Linked DNA regions of Triticum aestivum: region 1 is linked to region 2. A link is a contact called in public Hi-C data. All regions are on one chromosome and are shown on one strand. The core of a region is the stretch at or near the end of the contact, and the rest is flanking DNA. Distances in the headings are between cores, read along the strand shown.

The links. Hi-C and Micro-C count contacts between places; a contact is called where the count stands out from the background.
Region 1: a contact with region 2 is called in a Hi-C map of leaf, with 4 times the contacts expected there. The contact joins the promoter of LOC100192141 here to the promoter of LOC123044338 in region 2. A contact is called at or near these places in 2 of 5 Hi-C or Micro-C datasets (both in leaf).

Annotation. Positions count from the first base shown.
Region 1 is chr2B:199,097,705-199,105,131 of IWGSC CS RefSeq v2.1, forward strand. It overlaps LOC100192141 (probable WRKY transcription factor 3), which reads left to right and starts at 4,263. Exons shown (of 4, transcript XM_044467063.1): 1 at 4,263-4,569; 2 at 5,497-6,338; 3 at 6,446-6,562; 4 at 7,301-7,427. The coding sequence starts at 4,381.
Region 2 is chr2B:198,791,194-198,798,466 of IWGSC CS RefSeq v2.1, forward strand. LOC123044338 (eukaryotic translation initiation factor 5A-2) reads left to right here and starts at 2,326. Exons shown (of 6, transcript XM_044467062.1): 1 at 2,326-2,611; 2 at 2,716-2,877; 3 at 3,920-4,042; 4 at 4,125-4,181; 5 at 4,263-4,337; 6 at 5,240-5,657. The coding sequence starts at 2,752. The coding sequence ends at 5,341.

The DNA.
Region 1 (7,427 bases), core at 3,013-5,512, 310 kb after region 2:
TCGACATGCAAGTCGTGATTCCTATTACAAGAACATGATCTCATACATCACAATATATCATTCATCATTCATCACAACTTCTGGCCATATCACATCACATGACAATTGCTGCAAAAACAAGTTAGACGTCCTCTAATTGTTGTTGCATCTTTTACGTGGCTGCAATTGGGTTCTAGCAAGAACGTTTTCTTACCTACGAATAACCACAACATGATCTTGTCAACTTCTATTTACCCTTCATAAGGACCCTTTTCATCGAATCCACTTCAACTAAAGTGGGAGAGACAGACACCCGCCAGCCACCTTATGCAACTAGTGCATGTTAGTCGGTGGGACCGGTCTCACGTAAGCGTACGTGTAAGGTTGGTCCGGGCCGCTTCATCCCACAATACCGCTGAAGCAAGATAAGACTAGTAGCGTCAAGCAAGTTGAAAAGATCCACGCCCACAACAAAATTGTGTTCTACTCGTGCAATAGAGAACTACGCATAGACCTAGCTCATGATGCCACTGTTGGGGAACGTTGCAGAAAATTAAATTTTTCCTACGGTTTCACCAAGATCCATCTATGAGTTCATATAAGCAACGAGTTAAGGGGAAGAGTTTGCATCTACATACCACTTGTAGATCAAGTGCGGAAGCGTTCAAGGGGATGGTGATGATGGAGTCGTACTCGTCGTGATTCGGATCACCGATGACCAAGTGCTGAACGGACAGCACCTCCGCGTTCAACACACGTATGGGACGGACGACGTCTCCTCCATCTTGATCCAGCAAGGAGGAAGGAGAGGTTGAGGAAGGCAGCTCCAACGGCAGCACGACGGCGTGGTGTAGTTGGTGCAGAAGTACTCCGACAGGGCTTCGCCAAGCACGTACGGAGGAGGAGAGGTGTTGGGGAGGGGAGGGGCTGCGCCTTGAGTTGTGTCGTACAGCAGCCCTCCCCTCACCCCTCTATATATAGGAGGAGAGGGGCAAGGGGGCCGGCCCTCTAGGGGAAACCCTAGAGGGGGGCGGCGGCCAAAGGGAGAGGGAAAAGGGTGACTTGCCCCCCAAGCTAGGGGGGCGCCCCCTTTAGGGTTTCCCCTCCCCTTGACCTAGCCGCATGGGCCTAGGTGGGGAGGCGCGCACAGCCCACTAGGGGCTGGCTCCCTCTCCCACACAGCCCATGTGGCCCCCCGGAAGTGGTAGCCCCACCCGGTGGACCCCCGGAACCCTTCCGGTGGCCCCGGTACAATACCGGTATGCCACCGAAACTTTCCGGTGTCCGTTTAACCACTTTCCTTATATAAATCTTTACCTCCGGACCATTCCGGAACTCCTCGTGACGTCCGGGATCTCATCCGGGACTCCGAACAACATTCGGTAATCACATACTTGTCTTCCTGATAACCCTAGCGTCACCGAACCTTAAGTGTGTAGACCCTACGGGTTCGGGAGACATGCAGACATGACCGAGACGACCTCAGGTCAATAACCAACAGCGGGATCTAGATACCCATGTTGGCTCCCACATGCTCCTCGATGTTGTCATCGGATGAACCACGATGTCAAGGGTTCAAGCAACCCCGTATACTACTCCCTTTATCAGACGGTATGTTACTTGCCCGAGACTCGATCGTCGGTATCCCAATACCTCGTTCAGTCTCGTTACCGGCAAGTCACTTTACTCGTACCGTAATGCATGATCCCGTGACCAGACACTTGGCCACCTTGAGCTCATTATGATGATGCACTAACGAGTGGGCCCGGTGATACCTCTCCGTAACACGGAGTGACAAATCCCAGTCTCGATCCGTGTCAACCCAACAGACACTATCGGAGATACCTGTAATGCACCTTTATAGTCACCCAGTTACGTTGTGACGTTTGGTACACCCAAAGCACTCCTACGGTATCCGGGAGTTACACGATCTCATGGTCTAAGGAAGAGATACTTGACATTGGAAAAGCTCTAGCAAACGAACTAACCGACCTTTGTGCTATGCTTAGGATTGGGTCTTGTCCATCACATCATTCTCCTAATGATGTGATCCCGTTATCAACGACATCCAATGTCCATAGCCAGGAAACCATGACTATCTGTTGATCACAACGAGCTAGTCAACTAGAGGCTCACTAGGGACATATTGTGGTCTATGTATTCACACGTGTATTACGATTTCCGGATAATACAGTTATAGCATGAATAAAAGACTATTATCATGGACAAAGAAATATAATAATAACACTTTTATTATTGCCTCTAGGGCATATTTCCAACAGGAGACACCTGTAGTACTCCTTTATAATCACCCAGTTACATTGTGACGTTTGGTAGTACCCAAAGTGTTCCTCCAGTAAACGGGAGTTGCATAATCTCATAGTTACAGGAACATGTATAAGTCATGAAGAAATCAATAGCAACATACTAAACGATCAAGTGCTAGGCTAATGGAATGGGTCATGTCAATCACATTATTCTCCTAATGATGTGATCCCATTAATCAAATGACAACACATGTCTATGGTTAGGAAACATAACCATCTTTGATTAATGAGCTAGTCAAGTAGAGGCATACTAGTGACTATATGTTTGTCTATGTATTCACACATGTATCATGTTTCCGGTTAATACAATTCTAGCATGAATAATAAACATTTATCATGAAATAAGGAAATAAATAATAACTTTATTATTGCCTCTAGGGCGTATTTCCTTCAGCGGGAGGCGGCGGAGCTGAGGTGGCACATCGTGATTGGTCCGGGTGATGTGGCGGCGGCGGTGGACATGTCCGGTGGCGGGGATTTTTGTCCGGTGGCGCGGTGGGGAAAAAGGGGTAGGGTTTCATCTGCGTGAAAATCCGGGAGGGGCACAAATATATAGGTAGAGGGAGCTAGGAGTGTCCAAATGAGGAGCGGTTTTCGGCCACGCGATCGTGATCGAACGACCGAGAGCATGGAGGGGAGTTTGCTGGGTTTTTGGGCCACTTTGGAGGGGTGTTGGGCTGCAACACAAAAGAGGCCTTTGCAGTTACCCGGTTAACCGTTGGAGTATCAAACGACCTTCAAATGGCACGAAACTTGACAGGCGGTCTACCGGTGCTATAACAAGGCCACTTGGCAAGCCTCGGGCCATTCCGAAAAAGTTTAACACCTGCACACAACGAGAGACGAAAGGGGAACGCCGTAGGGCATAGGAGAGCCGGATTGCAAAACGAACAACGGGGAAAAGGCTCGGATGCATGAGACGAACACGTATGCAATGCAATGCACATGATGACATGATAAAATGCAACACGCAAGCAAATGACATGGCAATGACAGTAAATAACTAGCAGACACCTGGCGCATCGGATCCGGGGCGTTACACCCTTCCCCCCGGCACCGAACACAGAAGCTGGGGTTCCGGCACTCCGCCGAGATGTGGCCATCATCCTTGCCACAGTTGTAGCAGCAGCCAAAAAGCTCCGCCGGCATCCTGGACTCCGGCGGCGAACGGGGCGCAGCCAACACGCGCTGAGCATGGCGGCGCCTCTGTGGGAAGGCAGGGCGAGCAGGCGGCCCTCTCGGCCGGCGGCTCCTATCATCCAAACCGCCTCCACCTGGGGTGAATGAGAAGGACCTGCAGCCCCGCCCTGGACCAGCGGACCGAAGGCCGTGCCCACAACCGGCGTCACGACGATGGATCTGAGCTGGGGGCGGGGGGGACGGCAGGACGGGCAGAGCATGCTCCAGACGCGGCGCCGGCGAGGAAGTAGGGGAGGAAAGCTCCGACGAGGATGAGCCGGACAGAGAAACCCGCGAAGCCATGGCGAGGCGGCGGGGGAAGGGGTGGGGTGGGGTGGCTGCCGGTCCCGGAGCGGAGCACGGCGCAAGGCTGGTGGCCGCCGGCTGTGTGGGAGAAAGCACTGCGTAAAATACTTGAACTATAAGAGCAACTCCAATGGAGCGATCCATTTCGTCTGCCGCTGTTCGTTTGGGTCGGCGCGGACAAAAGAGGAGGCTCAACGCGCCGACACAAACCAAATCATGTCCGCTTCGTGTCCGTGTCGACGCATTTGCACTTAAATTTGCGCCCCAAAGTTACACACAGATATTTGGGTTCGGTCTGTTGGTTCGGCTTACCATGTTTAGAAGGGGTGGACAAATATCTCCGTTACGGTTTCGGAAAATATCCGGGTTTTTCCTTCCGCGGGGCTTCGCCTCCGCTTGGACGACGTGGCACGAGCCACCAATCATTCAGCGCCCTCATTGCGATTTTTGTTGCCTCGCCCACTCGCACTCCCGTCCGGGGGAATAAATACCGAGCGTCCCACTTGGCAACCAATCTGACAGCAGAAAGCATCCCTCCCTCCCTCCAGCCCACGCGCTCGTCGCCGACGCGCGCGTACTCTACTCACCCATGGCGGCGGGGCAGTGGTCAGGCATCGGCGACGGCGGCGGCCTCTGGGCCCCGCCCGCGCTCGACAGCCTCTTCCCCGACGACCAGCCGTCGCCGGCCGCCTCGGCGCTGGGCTTCTTCGGTGGATCCCTCGCGCAGCTCCCTTCCCCTCCGCCGCTCTGCGGCACCGCGCTCCTCGGGTACCCCCAGGTACCGACGACCGATCTCATCTCAGCTTCCTCCCCCTAATCGCACGCTCGCTGCTGCTGTCCTGTTTGATTGATTAACAGCACGTAACTACTGTATCTGACATAGCTCGACGTACCAATTAGTAGTAATTATACCAGTAGCAGTACAGATACTGAATCGGCATGAACAGGGTAGATTTTCCTTCTGTTGTTTCTGTTGCCAATCCAGCTCCCTCCGCATTGCTATTTTTAGGCCGCGGGATCGGAATTTCCGCGCCCTGTGGCCCGTGCTCCTTGGAATTATTGGCCCTGGACGCCCCAGCCGGAAGGGGACCAGCTTCTCCAGGGACGAATGGCCTGCATTGCACGTGCGTCAAGTTAATCGCGGGTCGGCCTCGGCCCGTGGATTGGTAACTGTCAAGGTCGCCGATGTGTGCCTTCTGCCTTGCCGACAGCTGCACATTGATGTGCTGGGCGCCCCAAAAAAATTCACGTGCTAACAGGTCGAGTTATAGATAAGTAAACATCGCAATCGACAAGGACAGGCAGTGGGCGGGCGATCTTTCCAAGAACCTGATGTTTCTTGAGATGGTGGAGTAGATTTGTGGTCGGTGTAGTTAGAGCGTTAATGGTGGCACCTTCGTCTTCCATTTTGAAAGCGTTAAGGAGCCTGATGGTTTCCCTTCAATAATATTAGAAACCATGGTGCTTGCCCTTGATTCCTTTACGTCAAAATTTGTTGATACCACGTCGATGTCCACTTTTCCTATGCTATGTTTTGTTACTGTTGTACTATGTTTTGTTAAAACCGGTATGTTTTTGTTGAATTCATTTACATGGTTTCGTTACTATTGCACTGTGTTTTCTGAGTTGCTTTATATGGTTTTTTAGTTACTATTGCAATAGTATGTTCTATTATAACTGGTATTTATATTTTCTTCGTTTGCAGGACAACTTTGATGTGTTCCATGAACAAGACCTAGCACAGCTGGCAGCACAAGTAGCTCAAAAGAAAGAGTTGCGGGAAAAACAAGGGGCGGGATTGCATCACAAGATTGGACCTCAACTAGCTTTTTCTAAATACAGTATACTTGATCAAGTGGACAACTCTTCTTCTTTCTCATTGGCAACTTCAGTGCTGACACCTCAGCATGTCAGTTCTTCCGTAGGCGCGGCATCAATGCAGGGACAGACTTTGCCATCACACACTGGTAGTGGTAGTGTCAACACTGGACCAACTGGAGTTTTACAAGTGCTCCAAGATTCATCCACCACTCTGGACAGTATCAACACTGGATCAACTGGAGTTCTGGAAGCACTCCAAGGTTCATCCATCACTCTGGATAGACCTGCTGATGATGGATACAACTGGCGTAAGTATGGACAAAAGGCAGTCAAGGGTGGGAAGTATCCAAGGAGCTATTACAAATGTACCCTGAATTGCCCGGTCAGGAAAAATGTAGAGCACTCTGCAGATGGACGAATTATTAAAATAATTTATAGAGGTCAGCACTGCCATGAACCCCCCTCAAAGAGGTTTAAAGATTGTGGTGATTTATTGAATGAGTTAAATGATTTCAATGATGCCAAGGAGCCTTCAACTAAATCACAATTAGGTTGTCAAGGTTATTATGGAAAACCTATAACGCCAAATGGAATGATGACGGATGTTTTATTGCCAACGAAGGAAGAGGGGGATGAGCAATTATCTAGTTTAAGTGATATCCGGGAAGGTGATGGTGAAATAAGAACTGTTGATGGAGATGATGGTGATGCCGATGCAAATGAAAGGTATTTCCTACAGCTGAACATAAATTCCTTACTTGGAACTTTGCTAAGTTCATCCAGACTTCCTAATTAGCATCTTTAAGCTTACTGTTATTATTTCCGTGAGGCAGGAATGCACCAGGTCAAAAGATTATCGTGAGTACAACGAGCGATGTTGATCTTTTGGACGACGGCTATAGGTGGCGCAAGTATGGACAGAAAGTGGTGAGAGGAAATCCTCACCCAAGGTAAGCCCATCATCTCATTTTATTGTTGAATCTTTGAAGTTTTTTCTTTACCATTTTATCTTAGAAAATGTGTCATATTTACAATTATATATGTGATAACTGCCTTGAATACTAATTGGTTAATGTTGGAGCCTATGAAGTTTGTTGGCATCAACTTGATGTTGTTATTGACTTTGTTGGCATCAACATGATGTTATTGACAACTCCACATGGCTCACTTGCACTTGCACACGCATGGGACATTTGTCTTGCAGCAATGCATGGAAAAGGCTTTAAATTTGCATTCAAGAGAAATATACATCTGACAAGCTTAAAAAGCATGATAGGCTAATACTGCTTGTTAATGACAGCCAATATCCATCCTACATAGAATTGGCTTTGGAATTATTTGGCAAAGAATTCATGCCTTGCTTATCTTATAATTCAACTGATATGAAGATCCTCCTGCTGATCTAAGTATATTTTGTAACTGCTGCTCTGGTTTATTTGAATGAGTACACATTTGACTGTTACACACATAGTTGGTGAAACAAGGAATACATTTCTTCTTTTATTCTGAAAAAAGTGTGGTGATGAATAATGTGCATGCTTATCAATTGTCTGTGTATCTTCTGTTATTTTTCACAAGACCCAGCTGGCACAGACAATTTATTCCAAATTGAAAAACCATATCTCCATAACGTTTTTGAGTTCCAGAAAAAGAGTCCATGAACCTGAGTGCCTACTCTGTCCATGTAGGAGCTATTACAAGTGCACTTACCAAGGATGCGACGTCAAGAAGCATATCGAGAGATCTTCCGAGGAACCACATGCTGTGATAACTACATACGAAGGGAAGCATACGCATGACGTGCCTGAGTCTAGG
Region 2 (7,273 bases), core at 1,076-3,575:
GACGTAGCTTTTTCAGGTCCAGATTTCCAGCTACCAGGATTCTACCCCTTGGTGCATACCTTGCATATTATGAGAGAAAAGGCATTAGAATTACTCCAAAAAGCATTATTATAAATAAAACAACATAAATAATAGTAGGAAAACATGATGGAAAATGGACGTATCAGTCAATAGGTTAGTCCCAGAAAATGATATAAAGTTGCTATAAAATGATTGTAAGACATACAAGAATGATAATATAGCAGCATGGAACAATAAAAAATTATAGATACGTTGGAGACGTATCAGCAACTCGCTCCCCAACGGGCTTGGTGGCGGCGCGAGGGCGCCGCCCAGGGGCACCTCGGGCGCCGGGCGCCGCATGGACCCTAGCGACAGCTCGGCCTGTGACGGCTTTGTCCTTGCTGGCGTTGACGCGCTGGTAAAGGAGTCTTCATGACGCGCTGGTGGGCTCGGCGATGACCTCTGCCCTGGTGTGCCGATCCGTCCTGATCCTCTTCCACCAAAGAGGAAATGCTTTGGGACTTGCTTTGGGGGAGACAAATGTCGCCGCTCCCTTATCACCAAAATGAAAACTAGGTTTGGTCATGCTCCGCCGTCCTCATCCTGACAGCGGGACGCCATCCATGTGATGGCCGCCGAGCCCCGCCGCTGGCGCCGTACGACCTGCCTCGTGAGGCGGTCTCGCAAGGGGAGCCTCACGAGGCGGCCCGATGCTTAGTAGCCACGGCAGGGCTCTGCCTGGCGACAAGGGGCCTCGCGAGGCGACTCCCCGCAGAGCAGCTGGAGCAGGACCACCTGCCATGGGCCAGCCAAGGTGTCGACCTTTGGGCCAGAGGCAGACGGACAGTGGTTCCCTGGTTCCCACTGGGCCGACAGTGGTGAGTTCATTTCACACTCCACCCCAACCTATGTAGAACCCACCAGATCCATTCAGTTTGGAAGATTTAACTCTCCACCCCACCTCATTCTCCCTAGTCCATATCCATCTAGAACCCATCAGACTCCTTTGATTTGAGTTTACTCCCTACTCCACCCCAATCCCTCTTATCCATTTAGAACCCACCATGCCCCTTAGGTTTCCCCGTAAAACAGTAAATAAGGCAGTTAGGGAGCCTTGATCCTCACACATGCCTCTACACGCATAACGATAAAACAAGCAAGTTGAGTAAGGGCATCTCCAACAGTCGTAAGATAGGTGTTGGTTAATTTGCCACCTAGGACATAGTGATGATTTGGCATGTAATAAATATGGAGAGAGAGCAAAGTTGTATGTAGATTAACCAACAACCTTTGCACAAGCTCCAGGGTGAAATAGAGAGCAATCACATTAATTTTCTCACAATTTATTGGATAGCTTACATACAACCTATTGAAATAGTTGTATGATAGCTTGTTGGTTGATGACATGGACATTTTACCAATAAGACTAACATACAACCTGTTGGAGATGCCCTAAGTATTTACGCTGACATGGCATAGTGATGAGGTGGATAGGCTGCATGACGAAAGAAATATAATAGTGGGGATGAGCTATTTAGGTATTATAGATACATGTTAGTACGTAGTTCTTTTATGATGACACAACCAAACGAGGCAAGCGATCAAGTGCAAATAATTCCTGCCGTGGCTTCTCCCCAATATGCATCCACCAATCGCCACTCTTTCCGACCCCCTCCACCAGTCGCCCTTTGTCCTAATCAACACAACTATGGTTTTGCCGCTACAAATCGGTGCTCGCAAATACAGTGTTGCTTGCTTGCTTGAGTTTCTCTTTCCAGTGTTATAAGTGCATTGATTGTGATATATACTATCAAATTTAATTTAAGTAATTTTGCAATTCATAGAGCGGAAAGAATTATGGCAGTACGGTTAATTTTAGGATCTTCATAACCAGCTAACATTCTCTGAAAGGGCATGACAAACAAACGGTTTTATGACAGTTTACATAGTCGCAAGTTTTTTATCGGATTTGCCGTGCTTGTTAAAGGAAGTTGCCATCATCACGACAACGTCATAAAACATTCGTTTTGTCATGCCCTCCCAAGGGAAGCACTTAGCCAAATAATAATTCACATTTTTTAAACCATGTATGTGAATACACAATCCAACGCAACAATCATCCCAATCTGAGTAGTGCACTGTGACGTCCTCCCAAGGAATCCCTATCCTATCGGAATCAGATATTTGACTTGAGTTTTCTGATCACCGATCAGCGAAAAGAAGCCATAAAAAGGCAGAAGAAAAGCAGAGAAAAAACAGAGAGGAAGATGCTCGAGCCGCCCCATGGCGTGGTTCGAACGCGAAGATATTCCTGCCTTCCGCAGCCGTACACCTGTAGCCATCCTCCAACCAAACCGACGGCCCCGATCTCTCCCTCCACCCGTCGACAAAAGTCCTCTTCCGCCGAGACGCGGGCCCGGACCATCTCCGGCCCCACCGTCATCCTCAGCAAGCAGGGAGGGTAGGCAGGTAGGTGTGGCCGGAGCACGCGCTGTCAGCGCTATAAATGCGCTCGAACCCTAGTATTCGGCGCGAGCTTATCACTTATCATCATCAGCGCCCCTCCGTCCCTCCCTCCTCCTGGCGCGTCGTGATCCATCCAGCCCAGGTGAATTCGGGGGATCGATTCAGTTCCGAATTTGGCCGAGGTTTCTTGATTTGGGAGCTTCGAAGCTTAATCTCGTTGCTTGGATTTGGTTTGCTGTTGTTCAGGGGCGAGAAGCTAGTTAGCGGGTGATTAAGGTCGCCATGTCGGACTCCGAGGACCACCACTTCGAGTCCAAGGCCGATGCGGGGGCGTCCAAGACCTTCCCTATGCAGGCCGGCGCCATCCGGAAGGGCGGCTACCTCGTCATCAAGAACCGCCCCTGCAAGGTATGGATTTTCCTCGATCCCGGCTGGATGGTTGTGTGTGTGTGATCGCAATTCCGATGCTGCTCTTCATGGCCGCCGTACTATGAAGGAATACTGATTTTGTTATCTCCGCACGCTGCTATTTCTGTTTGAGAATGCTTGCGAGCTGTCGTCGGATGGTTCCGTTTCGTATCAGTGTGGATTGACTTGTTGACATATCGGTGGTGACCCCAAGGAGAAGGGTGGAGTTGTTATTTATAGGGGAGGGGAGCTATTTTGACCATGTTCGCCACTATCTGCCACGTACTGTACACGATTAATTAGGAGGGTCTTGAAACAGGGGAAGCTTTAGCTACATGATATACTATCCCCTTTCCTGTGATCCAAAAAAACAAAAATCATGTGATGGGATAACTTGTAAAATACATGTTTTATTGTACAACTAAACTTGCTAACGTCCATTATTCCTGTAATTTTAATAATATTTTCCTAGTATTTTGCGGGGTACGAGAAGTAGTTTGATAACCAAAACGGGATTCCCACTCGGGCACTTTAAACTCTATATATCTGTACAGTGGGTGATTTGGCTATTCCGTGTCGGAACTTTAAGATTGTAATCGAAGTGTAAGGGGCACTGTCGACATGTTTGGATGGAATATGATGGAGATTTTAAGCTTCCTGCATGTACATAGACCTAACTTCCGAAGGAAACAATACCTTTCTTTCTCAATCTATCTATTGCCTTGACTTATCCAAACAAATCATCGATCATAAATTTGTTCTGTTGTAATTTGGAAGGGACAAACAGTTAATTGACTCAAAAGCTAAAACTAATTTATCCATGTTTATCTAGCTTGTTGTGCCAATGCGATTGCTGTCCTTACCTTTTTAGTACATATTTCTTCACCTACTCCTGTGTGTATGTTTCCTGTAAGTTCTGACGTCTGTCATTGTGATCAGAATACACTTCAAGGCTTAAGCCTGAAAATATGTGGTGCTTCTTTGACATTAATTTTCAAGTCTTTTATCTTATCTCGTTGTGCTAAATAAACTTGTGCAACAGGTGGTGGAGGTTTCTACCTCGAAGACTGGAAAGCACGGTCATGCTAAATGCCACTTTGTTGCCTTAGATATATTCAATGGTAAAAAGCTTGAGGACATTGTTCCTTCATCCCACAACTGTGATGTAAGTTTATTTTATCAATGTTTAATAAAGAACTTTGGTTGGTTCAGTTTTACAGATAACTCACTATTCTATATATTTTTAGGTGCCACATGTGGACCGTACTGAGTATCAGCTGATTGACATATCAGAGGATGGATTTGTACGTTCTACTAATCAAGAAAAATGTATTTTTATTGTGCATAATTATTGGCCTCGATACTTACTATATTTTTTGTTTTAGGTGAGCCTTCTTACTGATAATGGTAGCACTAAGGATGATCTTAAACTCCCAACTGATGACGCTATCCTGACCCAGGTTTGGTTGACAAATCTTTGAGCATCTTTTTCTTACTTTTGCATGTGGTTATCCGTGATAAGATGTGTCCTTACTCATTTGTTAGGTTTGTTATGCTGTCTTCTTTGCTTTATAGGAGTTATATCACCCCTTATTCTGAGATAGTTCTTTCTATACTCCAAAATATCCTGACCGGTGTTGATATTTCTGCAGTTTTGTTTGTAATTTATTTTTAGCACAACAAGTCACATCTATGATTGATATCTTTTGTATTTTAGTATTTCTGAGTATCTCGATTTATTGATTTGATGTTTATATAAGTAGTAGGAACTTTTAGACACTGCACACTTCTGAAATAGCTGCAATAAGAACTAGAGGAAATCTAGACGTTTACTCTTCCCACCTCTCTGTTTATACTAGTATTTATTATCATCTGTTTTTCTTTCTTCTGGTCGTGAAAGGCCGACTTCACCATGGCCCTACATGGTTGCAGTGTACATCTAAGCCAGTAGCCACACTAAAATCTTACAGCCGAGGCTGTTCTGGTTGTTGCTCTGTTTTTTGGTGTGGTGCATGTTACATTCCTCTTTCTTCAGTATATGAATTATGAAGCGCATACAAGAATAAAACTCTGATGTTTAGAAGTGTTCTTGCTATTTCCTTTCCACCTCTGTTGTGCTGAACACTTTACTTTCACTTCATTGTTCATGCATCTCGGTCTGCTTGCCATCCATCTCCCTCGAAGCACGTCTGATTTTTTCTGTCAAATTGCACTGTAACCGTGATTACTTTTGCTGCTTTATCATTTATGCATTGCAACCACGTATATGCCTTAGACATTACTAGTAAGTACAGTAGTACTTCTTATGAGGTATAAGAATGTCCAAATTGCTTACTGGGTAAAAATCTGCTTGTTAATTCAGCTCAAGGACGGATTTGCTGAGGGGAAGGATCTGGCGCTGACGGTCATGTCGGCCATGGGGGAGGAGCAGATCTGCGCAGTCAAGGACGTGGGCCCCAGGTAACTTCCTCGGAGCGAGGGCCAAGATAAACGGAGGGATCCATTATCTGTCAAATTTAAGCTAAAGAAAGACAAAAGTATTAAAGAAGGAATGCTATCGAGTGAGACATTCACCTAAGCCGGAGTCAAGTGCAGTGATTGCTGGGTGTAGCATATCTGCTTACCTCTACCTATCATCCGTGACATTTGGGACCCTTGTAATATTTCCTATGGTTTTATATATGTGCTTGGTGTCAATAATTGATTGATTTGGGACGGTGCAAACTGTATGCCAGAAAGCACGCCTGGCCATTATTATTGTGGATTTCATGATACTACAAGGCTTGGTGTTCAGTTTCTCGTTAAATCAAAAAAAATCAAGTTACTACATATTGAATCTAACCACTATTTCCTTTTTTTAATCTAACCAATAAACTTGATTTTTTTTGTTTTCAAATTTGTTCTACCAAAAACTGTTCATTTTTCTTGGGATAACAAAAACTGTGGCATAACTGATGGTCAGGTCATATGCCCAATAGTTGGACGGTAATTTGCACCGTAGTCGATCGGCCTTCATTCTCGCAGTCGCAGTAATCCTGCCAAGCATAATGCAACTTGCGAGTTACGTGATGGAGACGCGAGGGATGGGAAGCAGCACCGAGCACGCACGCCACCGGCGCATGTTAGGCCGACCAGACGGCTGCGGATTCTGGCCACATTTCCGTTTCAAGTCGTCAAGGTTGCTGTGATCTCCGCTGCACTCCAGTGCCGCCAGTTGGCATATGGCGATCATCCACTTGATCTAAGAGCACCTCCACTCGCTTGGCCCTTCAGCCCACCGGTCGGCGCTATTTTGGCCCTTCGGCCGGCGCTTTTTCGTCCCTGGGCGATCTAGTTTTCAGTCACGTTCCCAGAAGTCGGCCCCAAAACGTTATAAATTCAAACTTGGCATTTTCTGCTACCCAAGAAAACGCCACAAGTCCGGCGATCAGCGGCTACCACATAGTTCGGCCATCACAAAGCCACAGTTCGGCGAACAATCACTCGAAAGTTCGGCGTTCAAAAGGAAGGGCGCATAGGCAATGCATCAAACAACGGCGTTGTCCTCCGGCGTCGGACTAGCGGGGGTTGGCGAGCGTGGGCTGGTCGGCGTCGGCGCGGCTTCTGTGCTGGGCGTCGTGGAGGCACCATTGCTCGGGCTTGGCGGGGGCGTCGGCGTTGGGGTCGGCGTGCGAGTTGGCGCAGTCAACGACGACATCTCGTTCAGGATGAGGCCGCGCTCCACCAGGTACCACGCCTTGACCTGCTCGTTCATCGTCCACATGTCCACCCCCATCAGGAATGCCAGGTCAGTGTTCCTCTTCTTCGCGGCGACGTTGGTCTGGAGTAGGTCAAGCTTGACGGCGTTGTTCGTTATCAACGCCGACCACCGCGCCTCAGATTTCGCTTCCCTCTGGGCGGCGTGGTTCTTGACGTCGGCTATGCACTGCTCAATGGACGATTGAAGCCGCGCGATAGCCGGGGCGGCGTCCTTCGCTGTCTTGGCTCGTTTGTTGCCGTCTGGGCGCCCATCAGACGCGCCCGGCATCGGCGCGTCCAGCTTGTACGTCTCCTTGGCTTTGGCGAGGGTGCGCCGGACGTCCGCCCTCTTCTCGCACTTCTCGATCCAGGAGAACACTTGGAGGTACTTGAACTCTTGGTCGGTGCTGCTGTCCTGACGGTACATGGCGAACATCTGAACCATTTGTGCCGAAGAACAAGTGTCGTCGGCGATGCGCACGGTGAAAAGGAGCGAGAACCGGTGATAAGTAAGACCCTAGGTGCGTGACTGGACCGATTTTTCGGCGCCGGCGTCAAAAAAAGGGCCCTGGGCCGTGTTGGGGACGTGAGTGGAGATGCTCCTAAGTAACAGGTCGATGTCATTTAACTGGTCGCTTCAAAGATGTTTTCTTATCAG